2 separate regions of the Pan troglodytes genome follow, and region 1 is linked to region 2. A link is a contact called in public Hi-C data. All regions are on one chromosome and are shown on one strand. The core of a region is the stretch at or near the end of the contact, and the rest is flanking DNA. Distances in the headings are between cores, read along the strand shown.

Region 1 (7,651 bases), core at 1,474-3,973, 68 kb before region 2:
GAGGCCCCTCATTGGAACAGGGCAACCCGAAGAAGGTGGTAGGGCCCCCAGTGGGTGGGGTTGGGGAAAGGCTGGGACGTGGGGGGAGGCCTTCATGCCTCCCCGCTGATAAGCGCTTTCTGTTCCTGTATTTCTGGTGCTCTGGGCTCCCCATACCCCCTCTTCCAGCATACCACCCTGTCATTGGCCAATTTCTGCCCTCTCTCCAACCAGATCATGGGGTCTATGTGGGCAGCAAGACTGTGCCTCCTGGAGGTGGAAGGGGCATGTAGTTTGAGAAATTAGTGGGTGCAATTCACACTATTCAGGTGATAGATACTCTAAAAGTCCTGACTTCACCGCTACAAAATCTATGCATGTCACAAAATTGGAGTTGCACCCCATAAATTTATACAAATAAAAATTCTATTAAAAAAGACTGTGCCTCCTTGGGCCTGTATCCCCAGTGCCTGGCATGAGGCTGGCACACATGGTCCCTGGGTGAGTGTCCTCAGAGGAACGAGCATTAAGAACATTCCCCACTGAGTTAAGCAACTCTGAACTCTTGCTACTTTGTTTGGGCAGCACAGGCCAAGTGTACATTTCAGAGGTGCAGGCCTTGGAAGGAGAGGATGGAGGGATGGGGCTCCTGACGTGTCCAGCATACCTTTTGATGGGCACCAGACATACCATCAGTGCTGGCTGCAGTGACAGAGGCTTGACGGCAGCAGCAATTTCTGACCTTTTTAAGCAGTGCCTCAGGGGCAGGGCACTGCTCACATTTTCCCTCAGCAACACCTTGACTCGGGCTGGCAGGAGTGGCCTCAAGTGACAGCACTTGAGATACAATAAATCCAGCAACAATGAGTTTGGCTGAATAAATGAATGCATCTGGCAGTGGCGTCAGCTTCCACCGAGTGGACAGTCTGAACATGTGCAGTCTAAGAGGACTCCCCACCTCAAAGGCCAATCCACCCCACCAATGCCTGAAACTTTACTGTTAGTGATTAATTCGTTTGGGTTGATTACTGTTCTGTTTCCATGTCTGCAGACAGAAACAACATACTGCAGCCCTGAGAACCATGGCGAGACTCTCTTTCCTCTCTGAGGACAATCACGGCATAGGGAAGAGCTCTGGCTTGGTGAGATCTCACAAGCTGGGCAATCTTGGGAAGTTCTTAAATTCTGGGAACGCCCAGTTCTCGCCTCTATGAATTGAGGAGAAAATCCCCCACCTTACAGGGTGTTGGGAGGACTGAATAGGACACCACTGGCCCAGCACCCTGCGGGGTGTCTGCAGTGAAACTTGGCTTTCCTTCTAATGTCAGCAGGGCAGTGATGAGAGCAGGGGACTCTCCGCCACTCGGTATGTCCCAGGTGTGCTTCTACATGCTTTACAGACACCCATCTAGTCCTCACAACAGTTTCACATGGGGAGCCACTATGTCCCCATTTTAGAGATGGGGGCCACTGAGGCTTGTGGGGCTAAGCAAGCCCAAGGATGTGAAGAGTATAAGCAGCATAGGCAAGATGTGAGCCCCGGCCTCAACCCTGTTCTGTCTACGTACTGGGGGTGTGGAGGGGAAATGTCCGACAGTGGGGACCCCGAGGGACAGGAGAGGAACCGAACCGTTCATCCCGATCCTGCCGCAGTCCCTCCCCCACTGCATGCCCACCTCGGCCTGCACATCAAGATTTGCTCCACTCCCTGGCCCCTCCTGCTCTCGGCTGACCACCACGGCTCTCTCCAAAACCCAGAGCCAGCAGCTCCTCTTCTGCGAGGGCTTGGCGTTCAGTAAATATCAAAGACCAGCCCATCTTATCAGACACGCTCCTCGTTAAACTTTTACAGGCCAGATTCCATTATAAATGAGCTGTCTGTCCCACGCAGCCCAGCGAGTGCATTCTTGGCTTTGGGAATCTGAAGCTCTCAGAGCTGGGGAAGATTTTAGCGAGGGGTGGGGGGTCAAAATGCCCAGTAAGTAATCTATGCTGCTTACTAGGAGTGTGTCACTGGAAAGGCAGCCAGCCTCCCCATGCCTCGGTTTCCCCAATTATCAAGTGGGAGTGATTATTGGGGAGTGATAATCCCACCTTGCAGGGAGGGTGACATGACATAAGCCGGCGGCTGGGCACAGACTCCTGCTACTGCTCCTCTGCTGGTCTGACCCAAGTATCCCACAGCCCAGAGATGGGGAGGGGCCTGCCTGATGGGGTCTCAGGGCTGTTTACATCACAGTTGAGCCAAGGCTCCACATCTAGTCGGTCTACCCTCAGACAGCCGTGGAAGGATGTGCTGCCCGACACATCGCCTGGACCCAGGGTTTCTGGGCTCCCTGTCTACCTGCTGTCCAGTTGCTCTGAAGAAGTGGTCAGCAACAGCCGGTTTTAAGGAAGAGCTCCCTGGAGATGGAGAGGCAGTGTGGACCCACGTGGAAAGGAGGGACAAGTTGCCTGGTGGGTGACGCTGGGCCCACCTAGCATCTCATCCCAGGGAGCAGATGGACATGCCTTTCGGAAGTCTCCTCCTTCCTCTAGGCTCTGAAAAGAAACAAGCATGTTTGCAGAGGGAGGAGAAGGTTCTTCCCAAAAAACAAACAAAGCCAATCCTCTATGAATCGTGAACCTCGGGTGCTGTGCCAAGAATCAAGAAGAAAATATCTTTCTGCTCAACCCACCCGTCTCAGTGAATGACTGAGGACAGAGTCATAAAGGCCCGGGATGACACTGGTGAGTCACAGGCTGAGCAGGCTGCTGTGTTCATTAATCTCATGGTGAACGGTGCAGTCTTTATGGGACACTGACCTTGGAAAAAGCAATCTTCAAATCCCCCCAGACTGGAAAGTTCATGAGTTCGGCCCAGTGGCAGCAAAGAAACTACTCTCTTAAGTGAAGGCACACTGACACCCGGCTAAACATCCCCATTAACATGCAGTCTCGGGGACCAAGTGGGGCTTCAGACACTCTTAATGCTGTCTCTGGAGGCCCTGGGTAATATGCATTTTGTGTGACCAAGCGTGCAGATGAAAGGGTGGTGAGGCCCCCATGCCCACCAGCTGGCGTTCACTCTATTGCCCTAACATACCTGGGCCCGGGTTGATAGCTACAACCCTGAGCCATCTGTGCCAGCAAGAGCCCTCTCGTCTCTCCTCCAGGAAGGGTGGCCTTGGGCCGTGACTGCCAATGCAATGCAAACCAACTACAGCTCAGGATCAAGAGACCTGCAGGAAGCCATCAGCAGTGGTCAGGTTGGGGGTGGAGTCGTGGATGTCAGAGGTCAGATGGTGCCAGGCAGGAGGAGAAAGGAAGGCTGAGATGCTGCAGCTGTTCCCACCCCATACACTCACTGCCTTTTGCAAGCTGAGAATATGAATAGGTTTAGGTCATATGAATAGGTTTAGGAGGGACTTGTCTGTGAATGGGTTATCACGAGGAACCAGGGGATTTTTAACAACCCGTGTTTTGGCGGCGAGGCGCTGTCAGTGATGAGTCCAGAAAGCCAACAAGCAGCTCTGGGCCTGCTTTCCCGGACGTCAAGCAAGCAGGGGCGCCTGCAGTGGTCCCCAAACTCTGGCCTATGGGCGCCTGTAAATAAGCAGATTTCCGGGCTTCACCCTAGTCTGAAAATCAACAAGAACTCCTGGGGCCAGGGCCTGAGAATGGGCATCTTTAAGACCCACCCTGTGTGTTCAGATCTGCAGCCAAGTTTGGGAACCTCTGCATGGGGCAGTTTCTGTACGCCCTTCTGGGCAGGAAGCAGCTGAAATTGGTCTTCTCTGAAGCCCCAGGGCAGGGCAGGGCAGGGCAGGGCAGGGCTGGAAAGGTCCTCAAAAGCAACATAGGGAGCTGAAGGTCCACCCCAGCCCCCCGAACCAGGAGCATGGACTTCTACATTCCTCTCAAGGACACAAGTTAACGCTGGCCCAGGGCAGGCCGGACTCATGCTTGTGTGACCACATACACTGAGGAAATGGGGAGCACCAACTTAGGGACCCTTCCTCGCCACACCTCAGCCTTGCTCCCCATGACACCCTGGCAAGCCTATTTCTGGGAGGCAGGGGGCCCAGAGGGCATCCAAAGAGCTTCTCTTTCCTGTTAGCATCACAAGGTTGGAGAGACTGCTGGGGGTGTGTGGCCCTATTCACAGCCGGCCTTCTCTTCTCGCCCTTGTACAGACTCTTGGAGACTTAGGGATGTCCCCATGGGGGCCTCAAGAGAACCTTGCTTGACCAGCAATCACACACCCCTGCCCCATTTGTCTCCCCATCACTTGTGGTTTGCACAGCCCAAAGACACTGCAGCAGGAGTCCACGGGTGGGTGGTGACTTTCCTCCCCTGGAACCACGTGAGCATCAGTAAGCCATGCAAGCCTGCTGTGGGTTTGAACCTTAAGTGACCGGGAAGGGTGCTCTGCAGAGGAGTGGGCTTGGGTGTCTATGAGGAGGCCATCGAGCTGGGCTGGGCTGCAAGGCTGTCCTCACGCCAACCTCCATGCCCTGCCTTCCCCACGTGCAGCTGCCTGTTTACAGCCGGGTGGTCAGCCCTGGTCCTGCTCCCCTCTCCCCAGGGCCACTGTGGCAGCTCTGGCAGGTCCTCTCACCACAGTTCCCGCCCTTCTCCTGTCTACTCCCTAACTACTGCTGTAGTTGCCTGAAAATAAATCTGACCACTCCCCGCTGCTCCCGGTTGCCAAAAGGAGGAAGTCCAAATTCCTCAACTGGGGGAAAGAAAGACCCCCACCACACCGCACCACAGCACTCCTTCAGCCCCATCCCCCACCTTCTGTGCCGCAGTCCCCAGACAGTCAACTCTCCCAAGGACATGCTGTGGCCGGCCTCTGCCACCCAGTCTCCCAGCCTGCCGTGGCCCCCTTCTCAAATCAGCAAGTGAGGATAACAACAATGATCACGATTGTTGCTCATATCCATTGAATGTTTCCAAAGTGTTCTAGACGCTTTACTCACATCACCCTGTCTCCTTCTCAAAATAACTCAGTTGGCTGGGTTATGTGGGTTGTCTCAGCAGATCTGGCCCTTCTATAGATGAGAAAGCTGAGATGAGTTAATTCATGTTAATCACAGCTAGGGAGGGTTCAGCAATGGGTCCCAGTGCGGGTAGCCTGGCAGGCTGAGAACTGACAATGGCAGGCTCTTGGGTGATGACCAAGGTACTCCCGAGGGGCAGAGGGCAGGGCAGAATGAGAGAGTGCAGGGAACACCTCTCTGGAGCCTGCACACACTGGGTGCGCCCTCCCTGGAGCTATCAGGATCCTGAGAGGGAACGGGGAGGGGGTCTGGGTGCTTGAGCAGTGGAAAGCAGGAGGTGCAAGGGCTGAGTGGCGGGCACACCCACGAAATGGTCACCAGCTCAGGGCAGCAGGCTCAGGCTCAGGCTCAGCTGACACAGAAATGAGATGACACCGTACCTCATTTGCTGTGCAAACATCTGTGTAATTAGACACATTTGGTGCTGGCAGGGAGAAGCGAGCTACAACATGGGCTTGATGGATCGGGATTCTCCACCAGGCTCCAACCACATTCATCATGGAAGCCAGAGCCACGGGGCCATTTTCCTCACAAGCTTTGCCCTGGTTCTCACCTGGGACACTGGGGGCGGAAGAGGTGAGGGCATGGGCTTTCCAGAGCCCAGGGCCAGCCCCGAGGCTCTTGCTGTGTCCCCCACTCAGTCTGACGGGAACCAACTGTCTTGAGGATAGTGTGGAGCCGCTGGAAGCCCACCCCAGCAGGACCGCGTAGGGACGGGGGGCTCTGGGAGCACCTGCTGCCCATCACTGGGGCTTAACCAGACTAGCCCCTCCTTGGCTGGGGAGGAGATCTGCACCCCAGAGCCTGGTCTCCTTGCCCTCACGGAAGTAACTACCTTGCAGGGATGTCACATAGAAGTCACCGTGCCTCTCTGAGCCTCAATGTCTGCATCTGCAAGATGAAGCTTAACCCCCATCTCACAGAGCAATCAGGAAGATTCACCAGTACAATATACCAGGGCCCAGGGCCGTGCCTGGCCTGCTGCAGACCCATGCAAATTATAAATATGATTTACTGTATTCTACAGGCTGATGCCAGACTCCACACTGGGGCTCAGTGATCCCAAATAACCTGAATAACAGCCCCCAAGAACATCCACACCCTAATCCCTGGCAATTGTTAAGTGTTTCCTTCTACAGCAAACGGGACTTAAGAGACGTGACTACTTTAAAGATCTTGAAATGGGAGCCACAAGTGGATTATCCCAGTAGGCCCGAAAGGCAATAGCAGGTGTCCTTAGAAGAGAGAAGCAGGGGAGAAAACTCCCACAGACTAGGAAGAGGGCAAGGTGAGGACAGAGCAAGGGGGAAAAGGTGATGTGTGTGAGGACGGGGCTGTAAGCCAAGGAATGCAGGCAACCTCCAGAACCTAGAAATGTCAAAGAGTCTCTTCTGGAGCCTCCAGAAGGAACCAGCCCTGCCAACTCCTTGATTTTAAGTACCATAAGACTTATTTCAGACTTCTGACCTCCGGAATGATATGAGGATAAGTTTACATTGTTTTAAGCCATGAAGTTTGTGGTAATTAGTTACAGCAGCCTTAGGAATCTCTTCAGGAATCCAACCAGTGAAAGAGCTGTGTAGGCCATGAGGGACAAGGCCATTTCTGTGGGCCCCTGGCTGGGCCACTCCTCCCTGCTGCATGCCAGCATCCACGGCCCCCTTCTCCAAGTGCTCTGCTCACACCCCACCCTCACTGGCAAGGGAAGGAAGCAGGCCCTACCCAGAGCTGGAGCGTGGCAAAGCCTGGTGAAGACCCAGGCCCCTTCCTAGCCCAGGGCTCCCACCTACACAGGGAAGGACGGCACTGAGGGCCTCCCTTCTCAGTGGGGACTCTGCCTGTAGCCAGGGCTGTCAAGCTGGAGCCTGCAACTGCATTACCTGCAAGGCGTGGCACACATAGACACAGACCCCTTCCACGGAGTCTCTGACTCAGTGGGGCTGGGCTGTGGCCTGAGGATCTGCAGTACCCACAACAGACTCCCAGGGGACACTGCTGCTGCTTGGCCAGGGGTTCTGGGAGTGATTGGACTCGGGGCAGTGCCCTAACGAAGGGCTGAGGTGCTGTCAAGAAGGGCTCGGCTGGACTCGTCAGAGGGACCCATGGTCCATACTTATGCTCCCACAAGAAAGGCCAGCATGCAGCGGAGGGCCTGAGCTCAGGGGGCTGGAACTTGATTTCTAACTTGCAAAGTGGGTGAGCCATAGGGTTAGTCATCTACCCACTCTGTGCTGCTTCAGTTCCTTCATTTGTAAAATGGAAAAACACAAAATGACTCTTTTTTGGGTTGTTGAGAAGATTAAACGGCATGAACACATAAAAGCATTTACAGCAGGGCCGGTTCACAAGGTCAGTTATGATGAGGAAGGCAGTCATCACTGTTGGGGTCTTCCTACACTTCTGGTGGTGCCTCTACACACTTCAGGTGTATAGGGAGAGGTGAACCAGGACATTCACCTGCAGGCAGAAGCACTCCAGCATGGACTGTCTCTGCACAAAGCTCTCAGCATTGCCCAGGTCTCCTGACCAACATCCTGTGCAGGGAGCACTTTGAGGCAGGCCTGCTATGCCCAGGATCCGTGTCATGGAACCAGCCAAACATGACTCATGAGCAAGAAATCAGCAAC
Region 2 (7,145 bases), core at 827-3,326:
CATAAAATCCATTATCTAGGGAAAGGATCCTATTGGTGAGGGCCAGCAAAATTCATTTCATGCTTCAAAAGTTTGTGATGGGGCTAGCTAGGGGAAAAAAACTAAATTGTTTGGAAGGTGGCGATCATGATTTGTTTAAAACTCAAGAACAGCCAAGACTGAGCTGTGCCCATTATACCAAGTGGCACTTTGTGTTCAAATGCAAAGGCACTGTTGCCCCAGGGCCCAGCCCCCTGACCACAGCCCTCCCAGGTCTCACAAACATGGGACTGGCTAGGGAAGTGTGCCCCAGGTTGCTTCTCTCCCCTCCCTGTCCCCACTCGGGCCAGGCCACTCTCATGAATTCCAGGCCCAGAAATGGTCTCCTCTGTGACCTCCCTGCCAAAACAGCATTGGTACAAAAACAGGCACACAGACCAATGGAACAGAATAGAGAACTCTTGGCCCAGTCCTGTCTCCAGATAGCAGCTAGAGCCATGTCCCCACACGACCACCTGGTCATGTCCTTCCCAGTGCACTGAGAGGATCCCAAATCTCATGACCTCCAATACCATGTGCCCGCCCCTGCACCTTGCTTCCTGCAAGGTCCAAGGGCAATGACCTTTCCCCTCTTCCTTGAGCTCCTCTTTCCCTCTCAGAAGATGCCACACGTTCTCCTTGCCTTGGCCTGGAAAGTCTCCCCACAAAATGCACAGAAGGGTCTTTCCAGGACACTGCTGCTGCATCCTTACCTGTTACCTGAGGGTTCCAGTCACCCACCCCCTCTTCCCTCGACCATTTCTCTTCTAGCAAGTCACACTCTGACATGATTTGAGGTCACAATCACCATTTCCCAAAAGGCAGCTCCCAGGAAGTTCTCACCTCCTTACCTAACTTTGTTTCTGAATGGCAAAGGGAAAATGCAAGTGTCCCCAGGAGGGAGGGGGCCAGTTGCCCCTGCCTGTTCCTTCCCTGCAAGGCCTTGGGGGCAGCATAACCTCCCACTGGAAAAAGTCCTCCCACTTTTAGGACCTCTGGGGCCCAGAAGGCAGGGCTGGGTAAAGCCCCTTAGGAAGTCAAAAGAAGAAAGATTCGATAGATGTTGCAAAGAAAAAAGACGATGAAATAAAGTGTCTTCTAGATTTTGCCAAGCCTCTAGAACATTCCTGTTCAATATGATTTTGTTTCCTTCTCTCCTATACTTAACTTTCCCCAGATTCATTCCTCACCCGAAAACAGCATGGTCCCCCGGGAAGCTGTTTTAACACACACATGTTTTTCTAAGTAACCGTGAGCTGGGACTCGCAGACAATAAAGCTTCTTGTCTGGAGTCCTCCTTGCAGCTCAAACCGCGGGGAATTGAAGTGGCGAAGACTGAGCTCTCAGAAGCTCGGCTTTGCCGGATCTCAGAAGAAACTCTCAGTTCAAAGTTCTCACTGGTACCCCGAGAGTTCGAAGGGCTCGGAGTACATCCGTTGCGGGAGGCTGGGGGGGCAGGAAAGAACGCCTACGGCTGACAGTGTGAATCTTCCAGAGCCCCCAGTCCCTGGCACGCTCGCCTGGGTCCACGCAGGAGCCGCCTAACTTTCTTGCTCCATTTTCTCGGCAGTGCCTCCATGCCTCCCCACATTCCCTCTCTCTCCTCCCCTCCAGCTGTGTCCACCCAGTTCCTTTCTTTCCTCCCCCATCCTCCCTCCCTCCTTCCCTCCAGCTCCCCCCGCCTGAGGCCCAGCACAGCCTCCCTGTCTTGGCGCCTACTTATGCTTGCTGGCTTCAAACTTGGAGCGCAGCAGACAACGGGAAGGGACGTGGGAGAAGGGCGCTGCAGGCCAGGCCTTCACACACAAGAGCGGCCTCATCAGCACTCCTTTCCAGGGAGCGTCTCCGGAAAAGCTGCCGTCCTCCTTCAACTTACCCAGCGTGCGGGGAGGGCGGAGGGACGCAGCACCCAGAGGGGCGGCGGTGCGGGGAGGGCACTGCCCAGCGGCGGCACTGCCCAGCGGCAGGAGAGGCGGTGGACCGCCGGGCTGGAGCGCAGGGAACATCAAGTGGCCGCCGAGGGAGGCGGGGCTGCATGAATCATTTATAACCGGCGGCGGCCAGGGTTTAGGAGCGCTCGCTGGCTGGCTGGCTAACGGAAAGGCTGGCTGGACTCGGGGATCCAGCCACACTGCTGGCGGGCAGCGTGCTGTCCACCCTGCGGGTGCCTTTCTCAGACTAGGGCCCGCATGAATTCCGCCTCCTGGGAGAAGCTGACGTCTGCATGCCTTCCAGGGGCAGCGGCTGCCCTCCAGGGTCTGGAACTTGGGGGTCATGGTGCCTCGAACTCCTGACTCTGTGGCCCCAAGAGGAAAAGGAAGCTGGGTGGGATCTTAGGGGCCATGTGGACTAGACAGCCCACTGGGTAAGAAGGGGAAATTGAGGCCCAGGAAGGGAGGGAGACTTGCCCAAGGCGCACAAGGCTGTGAAAGACATGACTGGCCCCCAGGCCACTGTGCACCTTCTGAGCCGGCTCCCTGCAGTTCCCTGAGGGCACTGAGAGCTACAGAGCCTGGAAGTGGAGTCCCTGCGGGCAGTGCAGGTGAAGGTGGCTCCTCACACACAGGGGTCATGGGGGGATCTGAACCCACATCCCCAGCCAGCCTGAAATGTCACTCATCGAGTTTCAGTCTTTTGAATCAAGCTGTGGAAAATCACACCCACCCTCTTTTCCCTTCCGCAGGGAGTGGACACATGAAAAGTACTTTGGGACAAGGAGTTCCAATCAAACAGAAGATTGGAACCTCAGCACCTCCAAAGCTCACGGACCCGCTGGTGAGGGCTGCCAGGACTGCTGATTCCACTCAGCCACTCACCACCCGCCCTGTCTGCCAGGTGCCATGTGCAAGGATGCTGCATTTTCTGCTAATGGGGGTGGGGGATGGCAGGAGACATAATGGGGTGGGGAGGGGTCATTGCTATTGTCGTCATCACTCTTTGTCACCCCAATGACATTCTATACCTTCTTTTGCATCTGATCTCAAGGCATCAAGAATATGAAAAACAGCTCTTCTGTCCCCAAAAGGGAGATCTTACCTTAAGCAATGGGATTACCATTAAGTACAAGACATTTGACATTAATCCCAGGACAGGATGGGAGGAAGGGCCCTGACCAGGAGGGGGGCACTCCAGAGTCGGCCACCCGCTTCCCTTGCCCTGACCTGTCCCGTAGCTCTCCCTGTCAGAGGCTCAGACTCCATGTCCCTACCCGAGACCCTCTGACTGTGGCCAAGCTCCAGCCCTACCCTATCCCCAACACCCTCTGCTACATTCCTGCAGGAGCACAGGCTGAGGCCTCTAGAGTAAGACATGTTTCTTATGCAGGAGGCGGGGAGCTATGGGACCCCATCTTAAGCCAAGAAATCAGCTCAGGCCTGCATGGGCCTTCCTCGAATCTTGAAGGAACTGTGGACATCTTTCAGCATGGGGAGCAAGAGTGAGTCCCATAAACACCAACTGCATCCCCACTCTGAGTCTGGGCAGTGCTGCCCCCAGGCACAGGGTGTTGGGCTGGAAATGGCCTGCTCTTCCCTCTCTTGAACAGGGGGGGTGCCAGGTCCAGAGAGAGAGCCCGGCCTGCCTGGGGTACCCGGAGTGGGACGCATGGCAAAGCCTTGAATGCAGAGGGGCTGCATGAGCAGGCGTTGGCTGGCACTATCTGAGCACCGCATATACCCTCCCCACGGCATACAGCAGCCCTTGAGATGAGTCAGGTGGCTTCCTGGGATGGCAGGGATGGGGAGAAGATGGTCAAACCAGATGCTGCTTCAGCGACACTTCTATAGGGCCATGGGGTTGCAAAGGGATCAGAGGTTTGTCCCGGTCACTTACATAAAAAGCTCAACCCCAACGCTCCCGGGTCAGCAAAACTGAAAAGCAGACCCCCTTCTTGGGTGGTACTGCCTCCAAGGGCACCGCAAAGGCCACAAAAAGAAAACAAGGGAAGGGAACCAAACTTTTCCTCAGCCTCGGGGGAGAACTAGACCATGCTGGAGGCTGGTGGAACGGAGCCTCCAACTCTTTCCTGATGGGACCCTTGCCAGAAGGACCCCTTCCCTCCTAGTGGCGAGGACAGAACTCCTTAAGTTCAGAATCCTGATCCTTCTGACAGTAGCCGGGTGGCAACTGTGTTACATGGGGGGCAGGGCATCTATGCAGACAGTAGGACCTGGCCCAGCTACTGTTTGCATGCAGTGAGCTCATCAGTGAGGCTCCCCTCCATGCAGTGGCTGCTCTGGAACCGCGAAGGGCTGCACTGACACAGGCAAGCGCTCAGACACTCGAGCCACGTTTAGTCAGCCCTCCCGGCTCGGGCTCCCCAGCCTCGATACTACCCATAGATGGAAGTGATGAGGCCTCGGGCAGAATCCCAGGGCACCATCACCAGCCCTTCCCCTCAGCTTCCCTGGGGCAATGTTCAGGCTCAGAATGAGGCATTACCGAGTTGGAAGAGAACTGGTTGGACCCCAACAGTGAACGCCCCACAGAAAGGGCTGCTCTCTGGACCCCACGGCCATCTCCAGAGAGACCCCTTCCCAAGGTGTCTGCAGCCTGGGCCAGGCCTTCCATAGGCAGTGATGATTCTGAGCTGGTTCTCTTCAGCCAGGCTTACAGGAGGAGGGGTTTGAAGAAATGCCCTTCCATGACATACAAGTGCCCCACAGAGAGCCAAAGCCCTGCTCAGGTAAGAGAGGGTGGGGCCGGGCGCGGTGACTCACGCCCGTAATCCCAGCACTTTGGGAGGCCAACGTGGGTGGATTACGAGGTCAAGAGATCAAGACCATCCTGGCTAAAAATACAAAAAATTAGCTGGGTGTGGTGGCGGGCACCTGTAGTTTCAGCTACTCGGGAGGCTGAGGCAGGAGAATGGTGTGAACCTGGGAGGCGGAGCTTGCAGTGAGCCGAGATGGTGCCACTGCACTCCAGCCTGGGCGACAGACAGAGCGAGACTCCGTCTCAAAAAAAAAAAGAGGGTGGGAGTGCCTCTGGCAAGCCCACTCCAATCCCCATTCGACCCCCACCTTCAGCCATCGAGACACATGGGCTCTGCACAGAGCAGGACTTGCAGGGGCAGAGGTTGGAGAAGGGATCAGCTGGAGCTGCCTTGGCCCTGGGCAACCCATGTAAAAAACAGCAGGTGGGAAACGGACACAGCCAGGCAACAAAACTACAGTCAAGACCAGCCTGTGTGCGCTTGTCCCGGGGGACAGTGTCTCCCAGAACTACCTTTCCTGGAAGCAGCCCTCCCGTCTGTGTGTGCCAGCCCTGCAGGAAGACCATGGCATCCTACCAGTGTCCCCACGCGGGCCCTCACAGAGCCTCCTCCTGCAGGCTGCCACCAGGACTCTCCACACCCAGAACTTTCCCTGGCTCCACCAAAGCCCAGTAGGTAACCTCTAAGTCCAGTGACTGCCCTTGGGAATTTGTCTACTTCTCCAGCCGCCCTCCACACACAAGTCATTTTGCTGCCAAACTGGCCTTTCCATTGACCCTAATATGCCCGCAGACACAGCAGACACAGCAGACGCCACCCTCTCTCCTGTTCACATTGACGCCTCAGCCCCATCAACTCCTCCTCCAAGCAAAAGGCTTCCTGGAAGGGCTGCCGCGGCCTCGCCCTCCTGTGACTCAGCTTATCTGTGCTGTTCCCAGGACATATCAGACCCTTTATGTTGTTCTGAATACAGGCTATTCCCACTTACAAATGAGCTGTGTTCTCAAAGGTCGACATATTATAAATCAATGATTTGGAACTTAAATGCATTTTCCCATAAAAAATAATGTAACATAATATGAGTGGCTTTCCATGTTAGCCCACAAATGCCCAGATAACCCACATTGTGGCTAAGATACTACATAGATGCAGTTAAAACCTCTATTTAAAAAATACAATACTAGTAATTAAGTAGACTGAAAATCATTAAGCATCTGATTAAAACAGAATAAAGAACTGTGTGTTCTTCACGTGGAGTCCTAGTGCTTGAAGCAAGGCAGGCTCTCATCATAGCAGGAGAGACGGCCCGTGGTGGATTCTACAGCCCTGGGGTTGTGCAATCACAGGTGTGGGGTGGAGACCGCGGTCAGGAAGAGGCAAGCACTGACTGGGTCAGGCAGCCCTTGACCAGGGGCAACACGGGCACTGGCCGGAGCCAAGGCACGCAAGGGTCCTGAGGGGCAGTGGTCGGCTGCCGGAGAAATGCCTGCAATTGCTCCTCTCTGGGGAACTTGTGGGCTTCATGCTTCCAGGGTCTCCCAGAAACTCCTGTTAGTCCATCAGCAGGCATGTTGTCCTCTCATTCGTCTTGAATAAGTCCAAGTTGTGAGTTGTCTAAGCTGAGTCCTCCAATGGCTCAACCACAGCAATAGCCCCTTCCAGGCACTCTGGTCACCTTGCAGGCCTATGAAGCAGATGTTGTTAACATGGATGAAAACCCAAGACTTGAGTTTTTGCAGCTGGCAAGGGGCAGAGCTGATCCCCGGCTGCTCCGCTGCCTCTGGAAGCTCCCTCCGACTGGGGAGCCAGGGAGGGAAAGAGATGCGAGCTACAATCTCATGCTACCAATGAACACAAATTACAATTTGCCACCAGCCCTATTAGCTGGAGGTCTGAGCAGGCTGTCCTCTTAGGCGGGAGGAGCCCCGCTCTGAGCTGGGGCCAGGCTTCCACTTTGGCTGTATTGCCAACCCCACACTCGCTCACCCGGAACCTCGGAGTGCCCGCCCTGCACGGGCACCAGTGAAGCGATAATGAATAAGACATTGTGCATTTCCACAAAGATCTGAGAAGGCCCAGGCTTGGCCCCCCGCCTGCCCAGCTCAGCACCCTCACCGGCCCACCTACACACTAAGTGCTCACGATGGACCCACAAGGGCTTCCGGCTCCCACAGCTCTTGCCAATCCACCCCACAGAAGACAGAGAGATGGGATCAGGCACAGCTCAGCATGTTTTACAGATAAGGAAACAGGGATGCCTGAAGTCACATGGATACCTTAGTGGCAGGGCAGACATAACCCAGGAGTCCCTGGAGCCCCCAGACAGCAAGGCCTGCTGTGTCCCCAGTACCTCGTGCAATGCCTGGCACACAGCAGGAGCCTGGCGGAGGGGTGGGCGAACTGCATCCTTATG

The links. Hi-C and Micro-C count contacts between places; a contact is called where the count stands out from the background.
Region 1: a contact with region 2 is called in a Hi-C map of stem cell-derived neural progenitor cells, with 1.6 times the contacts expected there. The contact joins two enhancer-like sites. A contact is called at or near these places in 2 of 7 Hi-C or Micro-C datasets (blood and stem cell-derived neural progenitor cells).

What each region holds. Positions count from the first base shown.
Region 1 is chr13:21,613,598-21,621,248 of NHGRI_mPanTro3-v2.0_pri, reverse strand. The region is part of intron 3 of GLI2 (GLI family zinc finger 2); the gene reads right to left. Among named protein-coding and RNA genes, the nearest start is that of GLI2, 200 kb to the right of the region's middle. Within about 2 kb of position 2,723, at least 3 of the 24 cell types and tissues checked have an H3K27ac peak or open chromatin away from gene starts, as enhancers often do. A contact at or near this core is called in stem cell-derived neural progenitor cells, where this site is marked.
Region 2 is chr13:21,545,837-21,552,981 of NHGRI_mPanTro3-v2.0_pri, reverse strand. All of the region lies in intron 2 of GLI2 (GLI family zinc finger 2), which reads right to left. Among named protein-coding and RNA genes, the nearest start is that of GLI2, 130 kb to the right of the region's middle. Within about 2 kb of position 2,076, at least 9 of the 24 cell types and tissues checked have an H3K27ac peak or open chromatin away from gene starts, as enhancers often do. A contact at or near this core is called in stem cell-derived neural progenitor cells, where this site is marked.